2 separate regions of the Oryctolagus cuniculus genome follow, and region 1 is linked to region 2. Evidence: chromatin contacts called from public Hi-C data. All regions are on one chromosome and are shown on one strand. Each heading gives the region's core, a stretch centred on a gene start, on an enhancer-like site or on the middle of the called end of the contact. The rest is flanking DNA. Distances are from core to core; before and after follow the strand shown.

The links. Hi-C and Micro-C count contacts between places; a contact is called where the count stands out from the background.
Region 1: a contact with region 2 is called in a Hi-C map of an unstated tissue, with 2.5 times the contacts expected there. The contact joins the enhancer-like site here to the promoter of NDEL1 in region 2. A contact is called at or near these places in 2 of 6 Hi-C or Micro-C datasets (ear pinna and an unstated tissue).

Annotation. Positions count from the first base shown.
Region 1 is chr17:52,922,502-52,925,868 of mOryCun1.1, forward strand. MYH10 (myosin heavy chain 10) reads right to left here. Exons shown (of 42, transcript XM_070061373.1): 42 at 1,112-2,702. The coding sequence ends at 2,558. Among named protein-coding and RNA genes, the nearest start is that of NDEL1, 42 kb to the left of the region's middle. Within about 2 kb of position 1,855, at least 1 of the 8 cell types and tissues checked has an H3K27ac peak or open chromatin away from gene starts, as enhancers often do. A contact at or near this core is called in ear pinna, where this site is marked.
Region 2 is chr17:52,881,007-52,884,082 of mOryCun1.1, forward strand. NDEL1 (nudE neurodevelopment protein 1 like 1) reads left to right here and starts at 1,472. Exons shown (of 10, transcript NM_001082020.1): 1 at 1,472-1,629.

The sequences.
Region 1 (3,367 bases), core at 605-3,104, 42 kb after region 2:
CTGACTGTAGTTCCTGGTTCCACAGTGGCCAACTAGAAGGAATCTTCACTGAAAAAACCCACCACTGTGTAGTCTAATGAGTCACCTAGAAACCTTTGCCGGGCATTCAGAACACAAGGCCGACAGTTTATGGCCGCTGCACTGTGTGTGTCACAGCCTGAGCAGCCGGCTAGCTCCCCGCCGGAGTGTGGCAGTGAGGAGCGCGGGAAGGCCTGGGGCCAGCCTCCCCCTTCACTGAGAGGTTCAGATGAGGGCAGTTTTCACTCCGGGCCGGCGTGCAGAACCCCAGTGCTCTGCCCATACATCTCAGTGCACTGTTTGACACTAAACTGCCTTGGTGGGGATCGCGTGTCCACTGGCTTCAGGGCGTACTTTCTGTCACCAACTTTACCCATCCCTGGGAGAAAAAATATTTTGAAATCTACCCAAGAAATTTGGAAAAACATTCATGGAAAATGTGTATTATGTGTATATGGATTTCAACTTTTGTTCCAAAATAAGCTTATCTTTTTTTTGTATGATTTATTTGAAAAGCAGAGGGACAGAAAGAGACCAAGATCGTCCACCCCTGGTTCACTCTTCAGATGCCTGCAACAACTAGGCCTGGGCCAGACTGAAGCTCAGCCAGGAACTCCATTGTGGTCTCCCACGTGGGGTCCAGTTTGCCTTCCCAGGTGTATTAGCAGGGAGCTGGACTGGAAGTGGAGCAGCTGGCTTTGAACCGGTGCTGGTTTTCTAAGAGGTGGCTGTTAGAAGCCCCTGCACCACAACACTAGCCCCAAGCTTTGTTTTCAGTGTGCATTCTGCCCGCTCGGGACCCTTTAGATTGCGCAGATTCGGTAGTGAGTGTCACTCCCAGATTGCTCCCCTGACAGCTGGGTTCCAGCCCCTGCCCTCAGGCCCTCTCTTCCTCCTGGGTGCATCTCCCCTGGAGGCCGCCTGGAGTCAGGATTGCCCAGGGAATGGGTCTGCCATTCGGCAGTTTTTGGGAGACAGTGCCCCTGGAGGAAAGGGGGCCAGTGGTGTCAATTTAAGTCTGCATAGCTAGCCACCCTCCAATCCGATCAGAGACGGAAAGCTGAGAACAGAAGGTGAAAACAAGATTCCATGGTCACGTGATTATTCTCGTTTATTGAGGTCTGTTCATTCTTAATGGGTGCTTTTCTCTCCAAGTAAACAGAGCAGGCGTAAATATCTATAATGAATAAATTTATTGTCTTACAAAAATCATTGTCTAGAAATATGGGAATACAAGAAAAGATATTTGCAGTCAGGTGTCTGGTGGTCAACAGCCAGGACAGTTCATAAAGGGGAAACTCAAAGATTCCAAACCCACACGACGAGTTCTGCCTAACAGATGTTAAAGCTTTTCACCCAAAAGGCTTGTGTTTTCAAGCACATTGCAGAGGATCAAGGATTTGTAATTAACACTGATTCATTGTCACTGAATGTTTGTAATACCACTTTGACTAGAGGTACATGATATGAAGCACAGTTAAAACTTAATACATTAAATTATTGAGAGGCAAATAATATATTTTAACATTGTCTTAGTACTGTAGTGTCTAAGGCACTTTCTGTAATGTCAGTTTGCTCAGCTATCAACCAAAAACAGAATGCTAAGTGTTCACTGTAACACTGTCCCGAGGGGAGGGAAAAGGAAAAGTGAGAAGGGATTCACCCCACTGGCATGTCAACATTCAGGCAGTGGCCTCTGTCCCTGAGGTCCTCTTAACCTCACTGACAAGCTTGGAACAAGCCTCGGACACAAAACCTATGTTCCCATCTTGGGCTCAAAGCAGCGGCTGAATTTGCAAGGTCGGCATGGGGGCCTGGCTGGCGAGGGGGGAGCCTTGGGAAGACTGAGCGCCACCAGGCTCTGGCTGCCACCTGGGGCCTCCACCCTCAATGCCCACACCAGCCCTGGCTGGACAGTTCACGTGGGTGGACTCAGGGACACTGTCAACTGGAGGGCGCGGCAGCCCCAGTGCAGCCACCCCTCTGATGGTTCCCAAGCCCCCTTCACAGTTTGCTCACGGAAACAGCGTATCATTTTTCGAAGGAAATGAGAGACACAAGTGCAGTTTGGGTTCCACAATGTTCTAAGCGACTGATGTGGCTGAGGAGTCGGGCCACACGGACACAGAACTAAGTGATCTGTCTGCGACAGAGCATGCAGAGCGACGGCGGCGGCCACGGGCTGCCCCCAACCCAGCGACTGGCCTCCAGGGGTCCGGAGTTCGTTTTAAAAAGGGATCTCTTCTTAACATGTGTTATAAAATGTCTCTCGATGACTATATGGAAAATAGATGGGATGAGGAGAATCTGGAATACGCGCGTGTCTGGTGTCTGTATATATAAAAAGGGGAGCGGCTGTGCCTAATTTGAAGCAGGATACAGGACGCGTAGGCTGCAGAGTCTTAAGACACGGTTGATCTTTCGTAAGGAGTCCCGTAGCTTGCCAATTTCCTAAACGCGTAGGAGGCCCCGGGCAGGCTGGCGCCGGGGCGAGTTCCTCTGCGTCCCACCGCATTGCCCCCTCCGGCTTCCCGCGACTTCACTCGGACTGGGGTGGCTGCGTCTCGTTGACATCACTGGTCTTACTTTCTGTGTCGTCATCTGACAGCTCCAGGGAAGCCCCCTCGATGTGCAGCTGGCGCCGGCCAGATCGGCTGGAAGAGAAGCTAATTGGGCCCCCACGCCTGGAGAGAACAGAGAGCAGACACGTGTGGGTAAATGCACAAGAGCGTGCGGCTGTCAGCGTGTCCGGCCCCTAGTGACGCTGGGCCTTCTGTTCCACCCCTTCCTTGCACTTGTGGTGGGAGGGTACATCTGGGGAAGGAACTGCCCCCACCCAGGCAACACGCTGCGTACACAGACCAGGGCTCTCGGTGGGACTGGCTTGATCGACTGCTGGTGACGGGAAGGGTGAGGAGCATGAGCCACAGCGGACGCCCCCTTCTCCCAGGGCCACACAGCGGATCTGTGAGTTTACCTTTGCAAGCCATGGAGGCTGGCTCCCGTGTTCTTGGGGTTTTTACAATCCCTTCCAATGTACAAACCGTCGCGGGCTTGCTGGCTGTACAGAAGCAGGCATGGGCCACGGCGCAGACCCAGCGTGGAGCTGATGGTGCGTTGCCAGCAGCCTCGGCCCGTTTATTTTTTACCTTATTTCGAGAGTTCCCATCTATCTGGCTTGTTCCCCACATGTCTCTAACAGCTGGATCGTAACTACCTGGGCCATCAGTGCTGCCTCCCAGGATCTGGCGCAGGGAAGAGACCCTGGTACTCTGGTGTGGGGTGCACGCTCTCCCTGGGTCCTGCTCAGGTTACCTGTGGTGGTGGTGGTGGGGGTCTGGGTCTGCGT
Region 2 (3,076 bases), core at 222-2,721:
CAGAAGCAGGGTGTTGGGCAAAAGTTATCGTTGCTCACTCTGCCCCTCAGGGCCCAGCTCCCAGGGAGAAAGTTTAACCAAGAAGAAAGAAGGACATCAGTATAGGGCCTGTGATGCCTCTGAGAATCCTAGCAAGCAAAGCCCACCCCTTAAGATGAGGCCAACACACCGGTTCTGATAAACACCGGCTCTAGGTGCAGGCTGCATGGGAGGAGGAGCAGGCTGGCTGGAAGATGACGTCTACACTTACTGATAGGCCTAGCCTGCCATTAGATGACTCAACGCCTTTCCTAGCACCTCAGCCAGGAGGCAGAGAGCTGCAGCCTTTATTTTTTCCTCTTGGGGTGGGACTTTTCCGTCTTGGCACCAGGGCCACAGGAAAGCCTCCATGACTGACCTCCCTGCCTGTGAGCTCATCAGCCTGAGCAGAGGCACAGCCCAAGAGCCTGGATGAAATTCCAGGATGTCCCAGGCCACTGGCCTGGGAGGAAGACCTGCTTGAGTGTAACCCCCAGCTTCCTGGGTCTTAGTTTACAGCATGTAGGAAGCAGGTACCAGCTCTGACCTCACAGGCCCGTTGGAGGACTAAGAAAGGTCATGCTGTGAAAGCAAGCACTTAGCTTTAGCCCTGTAACTTATTACTGTTCCAACCTCCTGAGCAGAAGGCTAGAAGTAGTTAAGCGTGGTTGCCGGGGTTAAGACAATCCATACTGGGTGGGTTTGCATCCTGAGTCCTCTTCTTCAGAGTTTAGTGACCGTGGGCGACTTCACGGTGCTGTTTCCTCATTTGTAAAATGGGAGTAACAGCTATCTAATGCGGTCAGTTGGAAGCTGAAAAAACGCCAGTCAAGTGTTTGGCACAGTTGCCAGCAGATAGAAATTGCACAACTAAGGCACATTACTCATCATTTTTTTTTCCAACCCCATATCCTTCGGTCTGGCTCAAGGTGCTCGCCTTGCCACAAACCCCATTAATCCCTTTGAGCTTGGGTACGGTCCATCTCCACGAAAGGCAGAACTGGGCCTCCGAGGCTCATCCTGCTCTCTCTCAAGCCTGTCTCACACGTTATGATTGTACCTCTAAAGTCCCACAATCCAATCCTAGGAGCCCTGAAATTAGAATTACATTGCACATCACACAGCAAGGTTGTTTCTAAAATGGCTCTCCTAAGTTTCCACTCCCTAAAATGTCCATCTTTTTGAACTATGATTCCAAATGCCCCTCTGCCCGCCCCCCGCCAAGGAACCGCTTTTTCGTGCAACCGCAGCGGCCTAAACTAGCAGGTCGTGGGTGCCTGGAGGCGCCTGCGCAGAAGGACGCCGCCCGCTGACGTCAGCGCGTCGGGCTCGTGCCGGCCCCCTGCACCCCCGGCCTCCCCACGGCCCCGCCCCGCGCGCCCGCGCACTCGCGCGCATGCGCCGAACTCCGCCCCCGGCGCGTCACAGAATGGCCTCGGACACCCAGGCAGCTCCTGACGTGTCGGGGAGGAGCCGGGTGCCGAGGTGCGCGGAGTGGAGCTCAGGGCTGCGGAGGGAAGCGGAGCTGAGCGGCTGGGCGGGCCTGGCCAGGCCAGCGGAGCTGAGGCGTCGGTCAGCCGGCGGCGAACATGCGCTTTTGACACATTGGAGGTGAGCCCGCGGTGCGGGGCCCCTGCCGAGGAGGCCGAGCCTGGCGGGCGGCGCCGTAGGGCCTGTCCCTGGGGAGACTGCCCGGCCCGGGGGCTTGTCTGAGGCCCCGCCGGGCCGGGCCGGGACTGGGTTCAGGTGCGGGGACGGCCAGCCCGGGGAGCAACTGTCCCAACCGCTCTAACTGCCCCCTGCCCTGCCCCGGTGCGAGGTGTGGCCCAGCGAGGGCGCCTGCGGCGGAGGAGCCGAGCGGCGTCTGGAGGCTGTGCCCCGGGCCCGGGGTGGGGTGAGGGGTGGCGGGGACGGAGGCCGGGACGTGGCACCGCGGGCCGGGACGCTGTGGGCGCGAGGTGCGGCCCGGGCAGCCCTCCTCCCCGCCCCCTGTGCCGTGGGCGGCGGGCGCTCGGACGCCAGGTCGGGATTTGGTCTCTCGCCGCCTCTGTGCCGCCCGCGGCTCCCCGGTGGACCTGGCTCCTCGCGCCCCCCAGGGGTTCGCGTGGCTTGTGCTCGCCCAACCCTTGTCTTGCTGGTGAGCAGGGAGCTAACTTGGGCTTTGAGTTTCGCCTAGGGAGCGAGAGCGCTCACCCCTGGGTGGTTGCGTTCGGGGTCTACGCGTCCGGGAACCCCCCTGGCTGTCTCTCGTGAACCTCCTCCTCCTCAGTTGGACTGATTCTGTTACCGCCATTAGAGGGGTGGGGCGATGGAGCCCAGGTGGGGCTAATGAAGTGATTGATTGAGCCTGAGGTTCAGCCGGCTGGTGAGTGCGTGGCCGAGCGTGGGTCAGGGTTTACGTTTCCAGGCTTGGAGTTGCGGTTTCTGGTGGGGTTTCTGTACCCTCCTCGGAGAGCAAGGCAGAAAATCTGACTTGCCCGAGATCCGCCAGAAGCCAGGGCACGACTTGAGCAAACTCCCGGCTGGGAGAGAAATCTTAACTCGGGAGCATCCTTACAAGTTGCTGGTTAATTATTTTGTCTGATAAGTGGTTTTCCTCTCCGTGCACCCAGGAGATAGGGCTATGGTTCTGTCAGATTATGAAATTGAAGGGGCAAGTGCAGCTCTGAGTCATGATTGAAGAGAAGAAAAGGGAAACTGAGTGAGCCGTCCCTTCCGGACTAAATTACTATTTAAAATAGAAGTGCAAAAGCAACGACCAAAACCTTGGGTTAGCTCTGGTTAGTGGCTGAGCTGGCCAAGCTAGAAGCTGTTAAATCTTATGTAGCTGGAGCTCTGCTTTGGCTTTTTAAATTAAATAGATTGAAGTTGGATAAGCAGCATTTAAAATAAATAGTCTCAGTAAAAGCTTAGATATTGCCTTCGTCTGCCAAGCTTTTTTTTTCTTCATTTCGAGCCATGCAGAGATAAATTTGGTTACTAAAGCCTAAAACTACTTCTGATGTAAGTTTCTGAGCATCTAATAAAGTAGAAAAAGAAGTTTGTCAGGATCAAAATG